4 separate regions of the Mus musculus genome follow, and regions 1, 2 and 4 are each linked to region 3. Evidence: chromatin contacts called from public HiCAR-type and promoter capture Hi-C data. All regions are on one chromosome and are shown on one strand. The core of a region is the stretch at or near the end of the contact, and the rest is flanking DNA. Distances in the headings are between cores, read along the strand shown.

What was found. Promoter capture Hi-C pulls out the DNA fragments that hold promoters and counts their contacts. HiCAR-type assays count read pairs that join an accessible place to other places. Capture Hi-C pulls out chosen DNA fragments and counts their contacts.
Region 1: a contact with region 3 is called in a promoter capture Hi-C map of liver, with 2.9 times the contacts expected there. The contact joins the promoter of Rmdn1 here to the promoter of Faxc in region 3. A contact is called at or near these places in 1 of 39 promoter capture datasets (hippocampal neurons), 1 of 115 datasets of contacts at active chromatin or transcription factors (astrocytes) and 1 of 9 other capture datasets (liver).
Region 2: a promoter capture Hi-C map of the 3T3-L1 cell line shows a contact between it and region 3, with 12 times the contacts expected there. The contact joins the promoter of Ndufaf4 here to the promoter of Faxc in region 3. A contact is called at or near these places in 2 of 39 promoter capture datasets (the 3T3-L1 cell line and cranial neural crest) and 1 of 115 datasets of contacts at active chromatin or transcription factors (astrocytes).
Region 4: a contact with region 3 is called in a HiCAR-type map of astrocytes, with 6 times the contacts expected there. The contact joins the promoter of Klhl32 here to the promoter of Faxc in region 3. A contact is called at or near these places in 2 of 39 promoter capture datasets (hippocampal neurons and liver) and 3 of 115 datasets of contacts at active chromatin or transcription factors (astrocytes, embryonic forebrain and forebrain).

Annotation. Positions count from the first base shown.
Region 1 is chr4:19,573,683-19,577,152 of GRCm38.p6, forward strand. Rmdn1 (regulator of microtubule dynamics 1) reads left to right here and starts at 1,384. Exons shown (of 10, transcript NM_025476.6): 1 at 1,384-1,645. The coding sequence starts at 1,532.
Region 2 is chr4:24,896,029-24,899,454 of GRCm38.p6, forward strand. It overlaps Ndufaf4 (NADH:ubiquinone oxidoreductase complex assembly factor 4), which reads left to right and starts at 2,055. Exons shown (of 3, transcript NM_026742.4): 1 at 2,055-2,274; 2 at 2,545-2,648. The coding sequence starts at 2,139. It overlaps Gm46848 (a long non-coding RNA gene), which reads right to left and starts at 2,094. Exons shown (of 3, transcript XR_001784261.2): 1 at 662-2,094.
Region 3 is chr4:21,929,428-21,932,880 of GRCm38.p6, forward strand. It overlaps Faxc (failed axon connections homolog), which reads left to right and starts at 1,899. Exons shown (of 6, transcript NM_175234.4): 1 at 1,899-2,402. The coding sequence starts at 2,137.
Region 4 is chr4:24,849,471-24,852,569 of GRCm38.p6, forward strand. Klhl32 (kelch-like 32) reads right to left here and starts at 1,654. Exons shown (of 11, transcript NM_001163020.2): 1 at 1,268-1,654. It overlaps Gm31379 (a long non-coding RNA gene), which reads left to right and starts at 1,591. Exons shown (of 3, transcript XR_390445.4): 1 at 1,591-2,305; 2 at 2,410-2,565.

The DNA of each region.
Region 1 (3,470 bases), core at 134-2,633, 2.4 Mb before region 3:
ATGATGCCTAACTATTGAAAACCAAGTAAGATTGCCAGACAAATTTAGGATACTGAGATAGATCTAAGTATTGAATAAGAACTAGAATGTGGGGGGTGGGGGAGTGAAGAAAGTGCCCTTGTCACTCCAGTACCAACTCCAGAAATTCCTGCCCTGCTTCAAAACAAAGCAAAGAGAGTGTGTCTTTTGGATTTGCCAAAGTTTAGTGCAAAGTTTGTGAACCCCAAGATTCTGTTACTTCCTGAAAAAAATATTTACAGGCACATTTCTCCATCATCACTGAAATGAACATGATGTATGTAATAGCAAAAGCAATGTCTCATGTCTCTACACCTGGGAAGCTTGCTCCAAACACATGTTCTATCCCTTTTCTCACGGGCATGAGCGATTTGATTCTGGAGAATTCAAACTCGTACTGAAGCACATCTTCCTCATTTATAACTTGCAGTTCCTATCTACACCTAACGATGAATAGCATAACGGTTAAAGGACATGAAGGGTCCCAGCACCACATAGCACCTTTAGTAAATGGGTATTTAAGTAATTTAAGACAACAAATAAAAGTTAAATTAAAATCTGATTTCTCTCTCTCTCTCTCGGATATAACCTGTCTTATTTTTTATGTGTCCCTACCCAGGAAAGAACTGGGGTATCTATCTGAATTCTTAAGATGCAGAGTCTAACAGTCTCACTCAGTAGTTCAGACTAGACTGGAATTCACTGAGTAGTTCAGGCTATCTTTAAATCAATACAACAGCGCTGAGATTAAAACAATCAACTTTTTTTTTTTCTTTTTTGAGACAGGGTGTCCGGGATTCCATGCTAGCACTCAGCACATTATATAGCTCAGGATGACCTTGAACTCCTGATTTATGTGACCACCTCTCGAACGCTGGCATTCATTATAGGCTACCACTCCAATCGAATGCAGTGCTGAGAACTGAGTCCAGGACTTCATGCAAGCTAGAGAAGCACTCTGAGCTCTGGCTATGGTAGGACTTCTTTTTCTGGTATTTCCTGACTAAGTCTCATGGGGCTTTGTTTCTTTCTCTTAGTTCCCACCACCTCCAGGCTCTGGATGTGTTTTTCCACCCTCCTCCTTATGTAAGATAATGTAATTCATTCAAGTACTTATTTTCAAAAAGTACCATAAGTGCCAGGATTCACTTTACTGTTGAAGACTTTAGGACGTTATAGAAAAACTACAAAACAAAACAAAACAAAACAAAACAACAACAACCACAACCACAACCACCACAAAAGCTACAATGGACAGTCGCTGACAGCCAGAGGAGGGCTCTCGTCCCTCGCCTGAGCCTGTTGTGCGCATGCGTGATGGTTCCCCTCCACCCATTTCTCCCACCCGGAGTTATTTCCGGTCTCTGGAAACCGAGGCCCGGAAGCTGCGGGCCGGCGTGAAGGAGGTGGTGCTGGCCGACCTCTGGAACTCCGTTCCGGAGCTGACTTTCGCCCCGCCCCGTTTTGTCAGGTCCTCCAGCGCGTCGTCAGTCCCGCTGGGAAGCTGTCAGTCATGGCGCTGTCCTCGCGACTGTGGCGTCGTCTCCCTCCACTCCGCGTCTGTCAGCAGACGAGGACCTGGGGCAGCCGTGGGCGCTGTGGCGCCTGGGGAGTCCGCGCTTGCGAGGTAACCCGCTGTCCTGGTCCTGCTCGCTCCATCAAGCAGGGCGTCGGGGGCGCCCCCATCGCCAGGTCTGGAGGTGCGGCACCCGGCCCGAGGGTCGTGGAGCTTCCGCTTTGCAAACCTCCGCTGAGACAGCTGGCCTCATGACTGAGGGGTGCGTCCTCTCTGCCCTTCCAGTCCCAAAATAGAACGGGAAGGTGAAAGAACTTTGACCGTTTTGAGAAAGTCGACCGTCTCTGGACTCAGGTTATTACCTCGGGCAGCTCTGCCCGGTGGCTCAATGCTGTAGTCCCAACTACTGGAGAGTCCAGAGAAGGAGGATCGCAAATTCAAGGTTGGCTTGGGATGTGTCGAGCCAGTTCAGGGCTAGTCTGGGCCATTTAGTAAGCGCTTGTCCCAAAATAAACAGGAGAAGGAAAAAAAAAAAAGAAAGAAAGAAAGAAAGAAAGAAAGAAAGAAAGAAAGAAAAAAGTAAGTTCTGTGTTAATAAGCCTTTGCCTCGCACCTGGGGGCAAAAATATTTGTGATGTAACTTTGAAATTGTCAATAAATGAGAAAATTTATTTTTCAGTAATTATCCTTCAGTTTCTTGTTTTTTATGCACGCCAAAGCTGTTCAGATTTTTAAAAATTGTCTCAGTTCTGCTGTTTTTATTAGACAGGCTATGACTGTATTCTTGAAAAGGGATGACATCGGTCCCTAAGATATATTTCTCATAACTATTTTGCTAATTTTAAACCCTAAAGTACGGCCTATAAATGCCTGTTATAAAGAAACAGTTACTATCCATGGCGTGTGTAGGTCAGGAATCTAGATATGGCTTACCTGGGTGTCTAACTTAAGATCTCTCCTGAGGTTTAGTCAGGCTTTGACTGTTGAGGCCTCCTTTAATATCTTAGGGTTTTGTTTTGTGGACGTGCTTGTTTACTTGTGTTGCCAGGACTCCCCTAAGTGGCTATGCTTGGCTTGAGTTTAATATACACCCCAAGTAGTTTTCTTGCTTTAAGCCTTCTGAGTCCTAGTACTCCAGGTGTGAAAATTAAACCAACAACCTAACTTCCTTTCTCCCCTTTTAAAAATTCAATCGTTGTGTATTATGTGTTTCACCTGGATGCATGTATGTATTGCACCAAATGCATGCCTAGCACCTAGTTACCATGTCAGTGCTGGTCCTCTGGAAGACGAGCTAGCGCTCTTAAGCAATGAGCCACCCCTCCAGCTTTTCAAGTTTTGTGTATGTTTTGGTTCTGGTTTGTTTGTTTTTTGTTTTGAAAGTTCAGTTTCTGAGGATAAAAGGAGGAAGTTCTGCTTCCACACGCTCGCTCATGTGGCAGTAGGCAGGTAGTTTATCCACATTGCTACTGTTGCTAAGTTTTCTCAAAATGGGCAGGGGGTGGAAAGGAAGAGTCGAGAGAGTGTGACCTTTGTGGACTTCTAAGCACTTAATCTTGGAAAGGAAGTAAATCCGCAGGACTTGTAAGGGAATGGAGCACGCAGGGCATAAATTGCCTTCTGACACTCAGATTAAGAAAAGTTTATAGCCCGAGTTGCTTGATACTCTGCCCAGGGGAAGGAGAGAAGGGGACACCCAATGTCATTCTCTGACCTTTACATCTCACCTACTTACATCACACAATCATAAGTACAGAATAAAGTATTGTGTTTCTGATTTTAGTGTAAAGATTATAGGAAATCAAATAAGGCATTCAAACAGGGAAGTCATTTGACCAGATTTTCACTGAAAAAAAATAACAGTGTATGGTCAGAATGGATATGCAAGAGATCTTGGTGTAGGCTAGGTGAGAAATATGGCTTGCACTTTGGTGAA
Region 2 (3,426 bases), core at 805-3,304, 3.0 Mb after region 3:
CTCCTGCTTTAGGAGGGAAGGTTCAACCAGGAGGAAATTGCTACACAATGGTGAGGGAAGCTTGCAGGTTCTACCTGATGGTGACTATTACTGCTGCGAGTGCGAGGCAAAGGCAGATGGCATTCTAGACCCTTGTTATAATGCCTATTGATGTTCCAGCCTTCCCAGGTTCAACAACACCATCACATGGAAAGAGCATGCTAGTCAATGATTGAAACTGATCTTGGCATAAACACCCACTTTGTCCTGGCACCATTTGGGCATACAGCACGAAACAAAACAAAGGAAAATGTCTCTTCTCAAAAACTAGCATTTTACTGTTTTGGTGATATTTGGAGTTCATCACTATCATTCATTATCAGCTATCAACCTTACTTCAGTTTGGCTGAGAGAAAAGCAGACTTCTGACTTCCCTTGAGGGTCTGCCTTCAATCCTCAGGCAGAAGCCAGAAAGAAAATCTTAAGTTCAGACCTTCTGCTACATTGTATGTCTTGACAAGAAGAGCTGAAATTATGGATTTATGGTCCAGGATTTTGTTTCCATTCTGATTACCAAAGTAAGATAGCCAAAGGTGGGTTCTGCTGGAGCCTCTCTGCCTTGTTTTGGTCTTTAAGGGTCTGAGTAACCCCAGGCCAAGGCTAGATAAAACAATAGGCTCACCTGCCACTGTCTCTTCCAGTGTCAAATCCAAGCTTTCCTGCGTGTAGAAATTCACAGATCTTTAATTTTGTACTATCTGCTGTCCTGGACTCACTCGAAACTCTTGTGTAAGGTTACTTTCATGTAGCCCTAAGTTTGGTGGAATCACATGAAAATTTAAAATACTTTAGCAGGCAGTGAGTGGAATTGCTACTATAATTCTTAAAGCACAGAACAGACTTAATGAGGCCAAGGAACATTTCTTGATGTCCAGAGAAATTGGTTTTAAAAAAAAGGCACCCAGTTATGAACTTGTTTAAAAAGCTCTCAGATGGAAATCTTGGAGCAGACTGCCACCTTCAGGATAACTAACAAATTAACTCACTGAACACGGTTTTAGCTTCTACATAACCCATCTCCAGAGACAGGTTTCATAAGCAACAGTGAGAACTTTACCCCTCTAGTGTTTTCTCTATTATGAAACAGTTTAATTAGTAATAGTCCTTAAAAAAATGAAAACCCCTCCCCCTAATTTTTTTCTTTAAGTTGGTTAGACACAACTAATCTATTCACCTAACCAACCAGGCTAAAATCTTTAATAGATTTCACAACCACAGTCTGGGAAAAATATTAATTCGAAAACTTATTTTCTTGCTGGTGGGCTTTAAAAACTATGGGCCAATCACATTGAATACTTTCGGAAACGTAAAAGAAGGAAGAGACAAAGGGTGGGTGGAAGAGAAGGGGAAAGGAAGATAGAATGTGTACCGTAGATTTTTTTTTTCTTTTTCCAAATACAGCGTTAAGTTACACCAGGGTTTGCCAAGATTACAGAGACTCGAGAGGCAGTAGAGCTGAGAAATGGGGCTGAGAAGAGCACGGTGATTCAGCGCTAATGGAGGAGTATGTCAAGTTAGTACTACTTATGAGAGAAGGGGAAGGAAAGCCTAAAACTCATAGCACTAGGGACAAAGTGGCAGGAAAATGGTATGTCAAGATAGTGAAAGAGTTAAAACAAACAAACAAAACCAACACAAAATTGGCTCAGAAAGCTCCAGGCAAGGGACAGGAAAATAAGGGCTGTTAGAATGGAATTGCGGCTGAGAACAAATATTCTCAATTTCTCAAAAGCATGGGCAGGTAAATTCAGAACCTTGACCCTGCGCTCTGCCCTCTGAAGAGGTTGGAAGATCTCCGCTCCACACTGGCTACTCGGGATTTTGCAACCGTGGGATCACAGCAGCTCATCCTTAAAGACTCCGGAGTCGCCGGCCGGCGTCCCTGACAACGCCCAGATGTCTGCGCATGCGCCTGTGCGGAAGGGTGGGCGGGGCGGAGTCCAGGGTGCGTCCTCCCGGCCACCAGGGGGCGACGAGCGCGTCCTCGGCGTTTTACCGGTGCCTGGCCCCTGGTGTGCGCATGCTCCGTGCGTACAGAGGTCACCGGTGCCGGTGGCTTCTACACGTGCGTAGTGAACTAAGGGCATCATGATTTAGAGATGGGGGCTCGCGTGACCCGCGCCTTAAGGAACTTCAACGTGGAGAAGCGAGCGGAGCGAGAGATCAGCAAGAGGAAGCCCTCCATGGCACCCAAGCACCCTTCTACCCGCGACCTCCTGCAGGAGCACCGGAGTCGTGAGTGCAGTCCCTCCCAGGCCTCCGGTGACATTGAGGTCGTCCCCGCGCGGGCCCCGGGTGGTGGCGGCTGGAAGGAATCCCGGAGCCCAAGGCAGCCCGCGCTCTCTCCCGGCGTCTGCGCAGGCTGCACGCAGACTCTCGTCCAAGTGTTTGCCCCAAGATGTCCAGATGATTTTTTTTTTTAATATTGTACATGTTTACGAGTTTAGAGATTTTTTTCCTTAAAAAAAAAAAAAAAAGATACTATGGCTTATTTTCTTTCCTTAGAGTATCCAGAAATCGAAGAAGTTGTTTCTAAAAAAGATAACAAGCTGCTGTCATTGCTAAGAGATGTATATGTCGATTCCAAAGATCCGGTGCCTGCCTTGCCGGTAATGTATACGTTAATTAAGTTGGCAGTTTATTTTGGAGGTCTGAGAAAGTGATCAAGAAAAAGAGGGCAACGAGTGAAAGTGCAAAGTGTGTGTGTGTGTGTGTGTGTGTGTGTGTGTGTGTGTGTAGAGGGGAGCAGTCAGTGTAGAGCACAGACAGCTAGACACAGGCAGGCCTGGACCCCCTTCGATACTTAGGGTATACTTAGGGTATACTTAGGGTATACTTAGGGTATACCGAAAGACCTGTGAAGGGATTGATTGGATGGACCTGTGTGAATTGTTTATTGCAGAAGTTGTAGGGTTGGGTTACGGCATTTTTTAGTGGTTTTCTGAGTGACCAGTATGACTTTGAGAGCTATTTCATATTCTGTAAATTAAGATGCTCTTAATGACAACCTCAGTGTTTGGGGGTTTGGAGTGGGGGCACGTTCATAGTTTTGAGGATGTGTCCCAACAGGATATGTAATATTATATGTAAGTTAATATAGCATGCTGGAATGATGGGTATGTCTCCTGTGTCAGGTGTAAGTGTTGTGTGTAGTGATTAAAACAGTAATTACTCTCTGAGGCCCATGGTACGTTGCGGACCACAGACCATTCCGTGGATGAGCAGCTGTACAACTATAATGTAATTACGGGCTGGGGAAGATGAAAGGCTGCTTCTGAGGAAGTGACATTTAACCCTGGGCCTGGAGTGCAAATTGAAGTTGCAGCCTGGAAGGCAAAGAATTAGATTAAATGAAGAGGAAGTACCAGCCACAGCCCTCAAAGTTTT
Region 3 (3,453 bases), core at 649-3,148:
GTCAGGAGGCGCTGGAGGACAGCATGATCAGCATTAGCATCAGCCTTACTGAGGGCGTGGTCTCTTGGCCAAGTGATTGACAGGCCCAGATGAATTAACTCTTAAGGGGAAAGACAAAAGTATGACATGTTCTGTTCGCCAGAGAAAGATCAGAATGCCTTTTCTGCCCAGGGCCAGAGGTATATTCCATTCTTTTGACTGGGAGGAATTACCAAAACTGACAAACTCAGTTGTGATTGTAGGGAAGGAGTAAAGGTGGTGGCTCTCCATCTGGAATCTTCACACCCTTCCAGTGCCTAGTGGAGGGTCTTATCGCTCAGGTTTAGCTCCTACCCGCTCTGCCTTTAGAGATGAGGCAGGACTGCATAGCTACTGCCAGTCAAATCTGAGATCCGAGTGTCCATTCCGCATTTAGAAGCAGTTTGTTTTGTTTTGTTTTTTGTTTTGTTTTGTTTTTTAGCAGGGCAGTGGTCGCACATGCCTTTAATCCCAGCACTTGGGAGGCAGAGGCAGGCGGATTTCTGAGTTCGAGGCCAGTCTGGTCTACAGAGTGAGTTCCAGGACAACCAGGGCTACACAGAGAAACCCTGCCTTGAAAAAACGAAAGAAAAGAAGCGGTTCTTTAAAGAGTCAGTCTTCCAGTCCCCCAACAACTGGTGCAGGGCCTGTTGCCTGCCTGTGGATCCCGCACCCCTAAATGGACCACCTCATCTTGTCTCAGTGGGAGAGGATGCCCCTAGTCCCACCTAGTGCTGCAGTGCCTTGCAGGATGTGTGTATTGTGTTAGTGTGTGGGGGATGACACCCTGTAGCTCCTTGGTATCTGGCCCAGGCTGGCCTTCTGTTGGCCTCCTCTGTCACTGCATTGGGCTGATTGCTGTCTCCTTCTCATGGAAGTTCATGTCAGACTACACATCCTGAGAGGTCTTTAACTCCCTTTGGGATGACCCTAAAATTCGTGACAACTTGGGTAGGGCCTCCTTCTCTAGCTATGGTGGTAAACAATCTTTTGTTTTATTTCTAGCATGACTGTACAACCTGTTTATTCTAAGGGGGTGAAATCCAGGAAATGGGAGCCCCTTTCATCAGCACCCCAGTCTCTACTGTATTGGGGGACAGATGTATTCTTATAGTCATACTTGAATTTTAAATTGTGACAAATCATATGTCTTCAATATTTTTATTTCCTCTAAACTGAAACTGCCCATGCTCTGGCTAGAACACATGGTCTACATTTAAGGATTTAAAGGATCTAGAACATTCCATGTTGGTAGAGAGCGTGCCTGCCATGTATAAGGCCCTAAATCCAATCTCTAATCGATCTCTTCAGGGTTACCCAGAGTGGGAAAACCATTTAATACACAGTTGCTTATTTTACAAATTTTCAGCACCCAAAGGGACCATCCTGTATCAGCGATATCCTTGGTAACGATTTCCAAGGTGGGAAGATTTCTCACCTAGAGTACTTTCTGCTGTTATTTGTCAAGGCGGACCTCAATCACTTCATCAGCACCTTGCCTGGGACCTAGGTGACTGTGCTTACCTGAGCTCTTTAAAGCAATGAGAGCAGACAGACGCTCCCGACCTTAATCTGCCCTGGCCCAAGGTTTCCGGTCTGTGGCTCAGGGCAGGTGAGTTCCCTGCGCTCCGCAAGGCGCCTGCGGGCGGGAGCGGGTGGAACCGAGGGCGGCGGCTCTGGGCTCGGCTCAGCCGCAGCCATCGCAGCCTCCCGCGCCGCCCGCCTCCCCGAGCCCGGGCGTCCAGCCCCGCAGCTGCGGCCGAGCAGAGGCAGCGCACCGCGGGGATGCGGGGCGGGGGCAGGGCGCGGGGTAGGTGACATTATCCCGCCTCTGTTGCCGGGCCCAGGGGAGCAATGACATCACGTGGCCCTTTCCACGCGCTGACACAAAGAGCGCCTGCGAGAGGCCTCGGCCAGGGAGGCCGGCGGCCGCCGCTGCCTCGCCGGGCCCGGGGGCCCAGCCATCCCAGATCTCCGCTCGCCGTCCGCGTCCTTCCGCCGTCGCCTCCGCCCGCGCCCCCTGCGCACCGCTGAACCCGCCCGCTCGCCCGGGCGCCGGCCTCTTCCCATGCGGGCGGCGCGGGCCCTGGGAGGGGCGCCCGGAGCCAGCCGCGCAGCATGCACTGGGGGGTTGGCTTTGCCTCGTCCAGGCCGTGCGTGGTGGACCTGAGCTGGAACCAGAGCATCTCCTTCTTCGGCTGGTGGGCCGGGTCCGAGGAGCCCTTCTCCTTTTATGGGGACATCATCGCTTTCCCTTTGCAGGATTACGGTGGGATCATGGCAGGGCTGGGCTCGGATCCCTGGTGGAAGAAAACCCTTTATTTGACCGGGGGAGCTTTGCTGGCCGCGGCTGCGTATCTGCTCCACGAACTCCTGGTCATTAGGTGAGCCGGAGAGAGGGCCCCCGAAGCGGGCACTGACCAGGGCAGCTAGCCCGGGTAGGGCTGGCTCAAAGGGGGTTCCGGAACCAGCCCCTAGGTCCCGCCGCCCAAAGGTCCAAGCGTCCTCTCTCATCCTCTAACCCCCTAAGGCGTTTCACGGTCACCTGGCCACTTGTAAGGAGCCATTTAGAGTTGATGGGAGGGTTAAATTGGGAAGGGAAAGAAAGCGTTTTCCTTCCATCATTTCGATGCTAAAAGCAAAGTGCTGTGAGTCACCAGTGTTATGGATATAAACAATCTGCTAAAGCCCATAGGAAGAGTCTAACTGCAATCAGTGCATTCGTAACAATAGAATAAAGCTCTGTAGAAATACTAAGGTACACTTTTATAAACGCCTAATTGGTTTATGGGTAATGATGCTGGAACATTAACTATTAACCTCATCTTTACCTAAAAGGTTAGTTCTCTCTTACTCTTCTTTATAAATGTCAACATTATTAGGAGGCTGCAGTTGCAGAAGCTTGGTGTAACCCTGTTCAGTTTTGATGCAGCCTTAACCTGCTTACCTGCTTATCTGGTGTGGAACTGTAAGCACCTTCAAGCTTAAATACAATCATTCTGCGAGCGGTAGGAGATCTGAGGGCAGCGCTAGCACATGGAGCACTTGGCATAACAGGGAGTCTCCCTGGGCTGTAAACAGTTTCATGGCTGCCTGCCGCAGAATGTGTACAGGGCTGACTTGAAAATTACAATAAATGGATGCCCCTGCTGTTGGGACTGCTAGTCCCATAGATAGATCTTTAGTGGTAGATGCCACTGGGTACTGAGACAGCCTTTGGCTAATGGGCATGTCAATTTTGGGTTAAAATTTCCATGCATTTGGGACCCCAGTCTCTGGAGATTATTGGAGGCAGAGCAATTTTCCGTAGCTCAGAATTTCTCTTCTGACCAGTATTTTCGAAGGAGCTGGGATGTGTTCCTACCATATTTTCCAGGGGTAGGGTGAAGGAGGAGCATGGTTCTAGAGGCTGTAAAGTGGCTGGTGACCTCTAAT
Region 4 (3,099 bases), core at 404-2,903, 2.9 Mb after region 3:
TGTCATTATTTGGCTTCCCCTTCCTCCCCCTCCCCCTCCCCCGGTTACCATGTCATTTGACAGAACTCAAAATCTAAATTAAAGAATGTGGTACGACTCCCTTACTTAGCAAGAAGTAGGAAAATGGATATGAAAAGAAAGCAAAATGAACTGTTGAATGCAGCTGGATCTCCACTAAGCTATTCTATTTGTAATGAAAGGATTGGGATTAGCACAGAGTATAATGACTGCATTTCTGAGGTCCTCACGTTCACTCACTAAACATCTGAGAGGAAAAGAAAAATCAGCCCTAGTCAGTCCAGGTACGAGGGACTCCTGTGAGGTCAGGCGTATGGTGTCCTTCATGGGCCTCATTTTAGGAAAGGGTTCTTCCGTATTCCAGAAGAAAACAAAATTCTAATGTGAGCGTTGTTCTAGGACAGTATGCCAGGGCAAGCACTTCATGTCTACCTCTATCAACATAGAAACGAAGCTTTAACTTCTAATCAACCAATTAGGCTGGAAGATGGAATTTCACAAACGGGCTGCAGTGGACACAGAAATGTCAGAAACGCTGTATGTCGTGAGTGAATGTCATCTATACTGTTGCCTTAGAAATTCACAGGCGCTGTTCCCCTTCTGGCCAATTTACAACAGAAAAGCTTCCCGGTGTGGGAGCCACAATAAAAATCATCTGCTCTTACAGTTAATTTAATACTAGTGAAATGCAAACTAGAACTGGAAACAGAAGGAAAGGGCAGCTTCTAAATTAAATTTCTTTTAAGGTCACCAAGATGGTAGTAAATTACCATGTAAGACACAATCCATTGAAAAACTCATCTGACTGACGGGTCCTTTAAAAAAAATCGCATACGTATAGTCACTTTCTTAAAGTTGAATGAAACCACTGTCTGAATACAAATTAACGACTGCTAAGTTGCCACAAGGTCCTCAATGCACATACTACTTTGTTTTAAGTCAAAATAAAAAGGATCTAAGAAATCACTTCTTCCAATGTATGTCCCAAGGCTGATGTTTAAACACGTCTCCTTGGCAACCAGGAAGCATAGTGCATACCGGGTTGGGGGAGGGGGTTGCAACTCTAGGTTGGTAGAATAAGTAACCAGAGTAGTAATTGCTCCCGCTAGACGTTGCCAGCAGAGGCTGCATCTTCTGAAACCGCAACTCCAGGTCTCGCCGGGTCTGGCTCATCCGCAGCCTCCCACCCTCTCCCATGGGTCTGCTGACACTAATTCCGAACCTGTCACAAGGAGAGAGACTGGCTTACCCGATGGAGGGGAGCAGTCTGCTGGGCTTGATACCCCAGGGGCTCCAGCGGGCACCAGGCTCTCTGCCAGGCAAGACAGCTCTGCTTTCCTCTCGACCCTGGGGAAACTGCAGCAGCTCCGTCTGCCCTGCCCGGGCTGCAGCAGTGATGATCGCGCGCTCTGGCGTGTGTGTGGATGCGAGTCGGTGTGCGCGCTACCCCGCGCGCTCCCGAACTCCAGGGGCTTCGGAGAGGGACCGGGATGTGTCGGCAGGAAGAGAAAGCCAGCCAGCCCCGCAGGTGGCGCGTGCGACCCGGCCCGCTCTACCCTCCCAGCAGCCGGTCTCCAGCCTCCCCTCACAGCCGCTCCGCCCTCCTGCCGGTGCGCGCTCCCGCCCCGCCGCGTTCGCCCGTGACACGCGCGCTCCCCGGAAGTCCCCCTCTCCGCGCTCCCGCACCCGAGCCGCTTGTCGCGGGTCACGCGCACAGCCTGCTACTCCCGCAGGCCTCTGCTGCTACTATGGCCCTGACACTAAATCCTGGTCCCAGGCCTCCTAGGGCTGGAAGTGTCTAAGCCTGCAGGTGCCACCTTCCCCATGGAGCGCGCTCCCCTGTCCCTGACTTGGCTGACTTATTCAGAGGCACTAGCCCAGAATAGCCTGCTGTGGCCTTCTGAGAATTCTTGTTAATAATGTACCTTTGAGGATAAGTGTGGAGCAACTTTTTAAGAAACCATAGCCTGCATAGGTAGACTTGTCCTGAACCAGAGCGAAGAGGGAGTATTTGACTATCACTAGACAGCACTAAAACGCTGACACCATTGTTGAATTACCAGGCTTGGCATAGCTGAGGGGCAGTGTGTAAACACGCTGAGAAACTCCCTTTTATGGAAAATGAATAATTTTAATAAGTAATACTGCACCTCTGAATTGGAAACCTTGGTCGAATGTGAAGTCAAGAGTGGTAGACTTGAAGTTGGAGAGAAATACTTAGTAGACACGAGTGAATTAAAATACTGCAAGACTTAAAATATATCCAGGAATTCTACAAAACGGAAAGGTTTGTGTTCTTCCATACACTGGAGCTAGCAGAGAGGCCTAGATCCGTTTTGATTTCTTAATTTTTCTCAAACCAATGGTTCAGCAATCATTTTCCACTTTTAGACCCACAAGAGTTTGAGATGTGTTTGGTCTTCTGAGATCTGCCTGTCTCCGCTCTTTAATGCCACGATTTCCATATTGGACTAACGGATGCTGACCTAACACTCCTGGACACCAGAGTATATGCAGAGAAAAGTATTACACCTGACTGCAAAGAAGGTTAGTGCTAGACTCTAGAATATTTCTTAAGCAACTGCTTCTTCATTTTATGCTGGAAGATCAAATGTGAAAGCATTATGACCCTCAAAATATTAACAATGGTGTCAAGACATAAGACGCTGCATCTTCAGCTTTAGCATGCTTACTGATGGTGTCAGTTTGTAAGGTCTTGTTTATGAAGCCATTTCCAGGAAAGCTAAAGTTCCTAGTATTTGGGCTCTTACAATCTTTCCTCTGCTTCTGCGCGCGTGGCCCCTGAGCTGCAGAGGAGCTGTGCTGTGCTATGTCCATTGAAGCTGAGGTCTCTTGATCTGTTAATCTATGCTCAGTTGTGTTTTCCTGTGATGGTCTCCATTTGCTGTAAAAAGATGCTTCTATGTTAAGGGGTGAGAGCTACACTTATTTGTAGGCATAAGGATAGTTTTAAACGTAGTTAAGAAATTATGCTGGCTTGACAAAGGGGTAGTAATAGATTATCTTCTAAGACCTGTGACCTCACTAGCTTGGGTAGGTTTCTGGCACAAACCTGCTTTG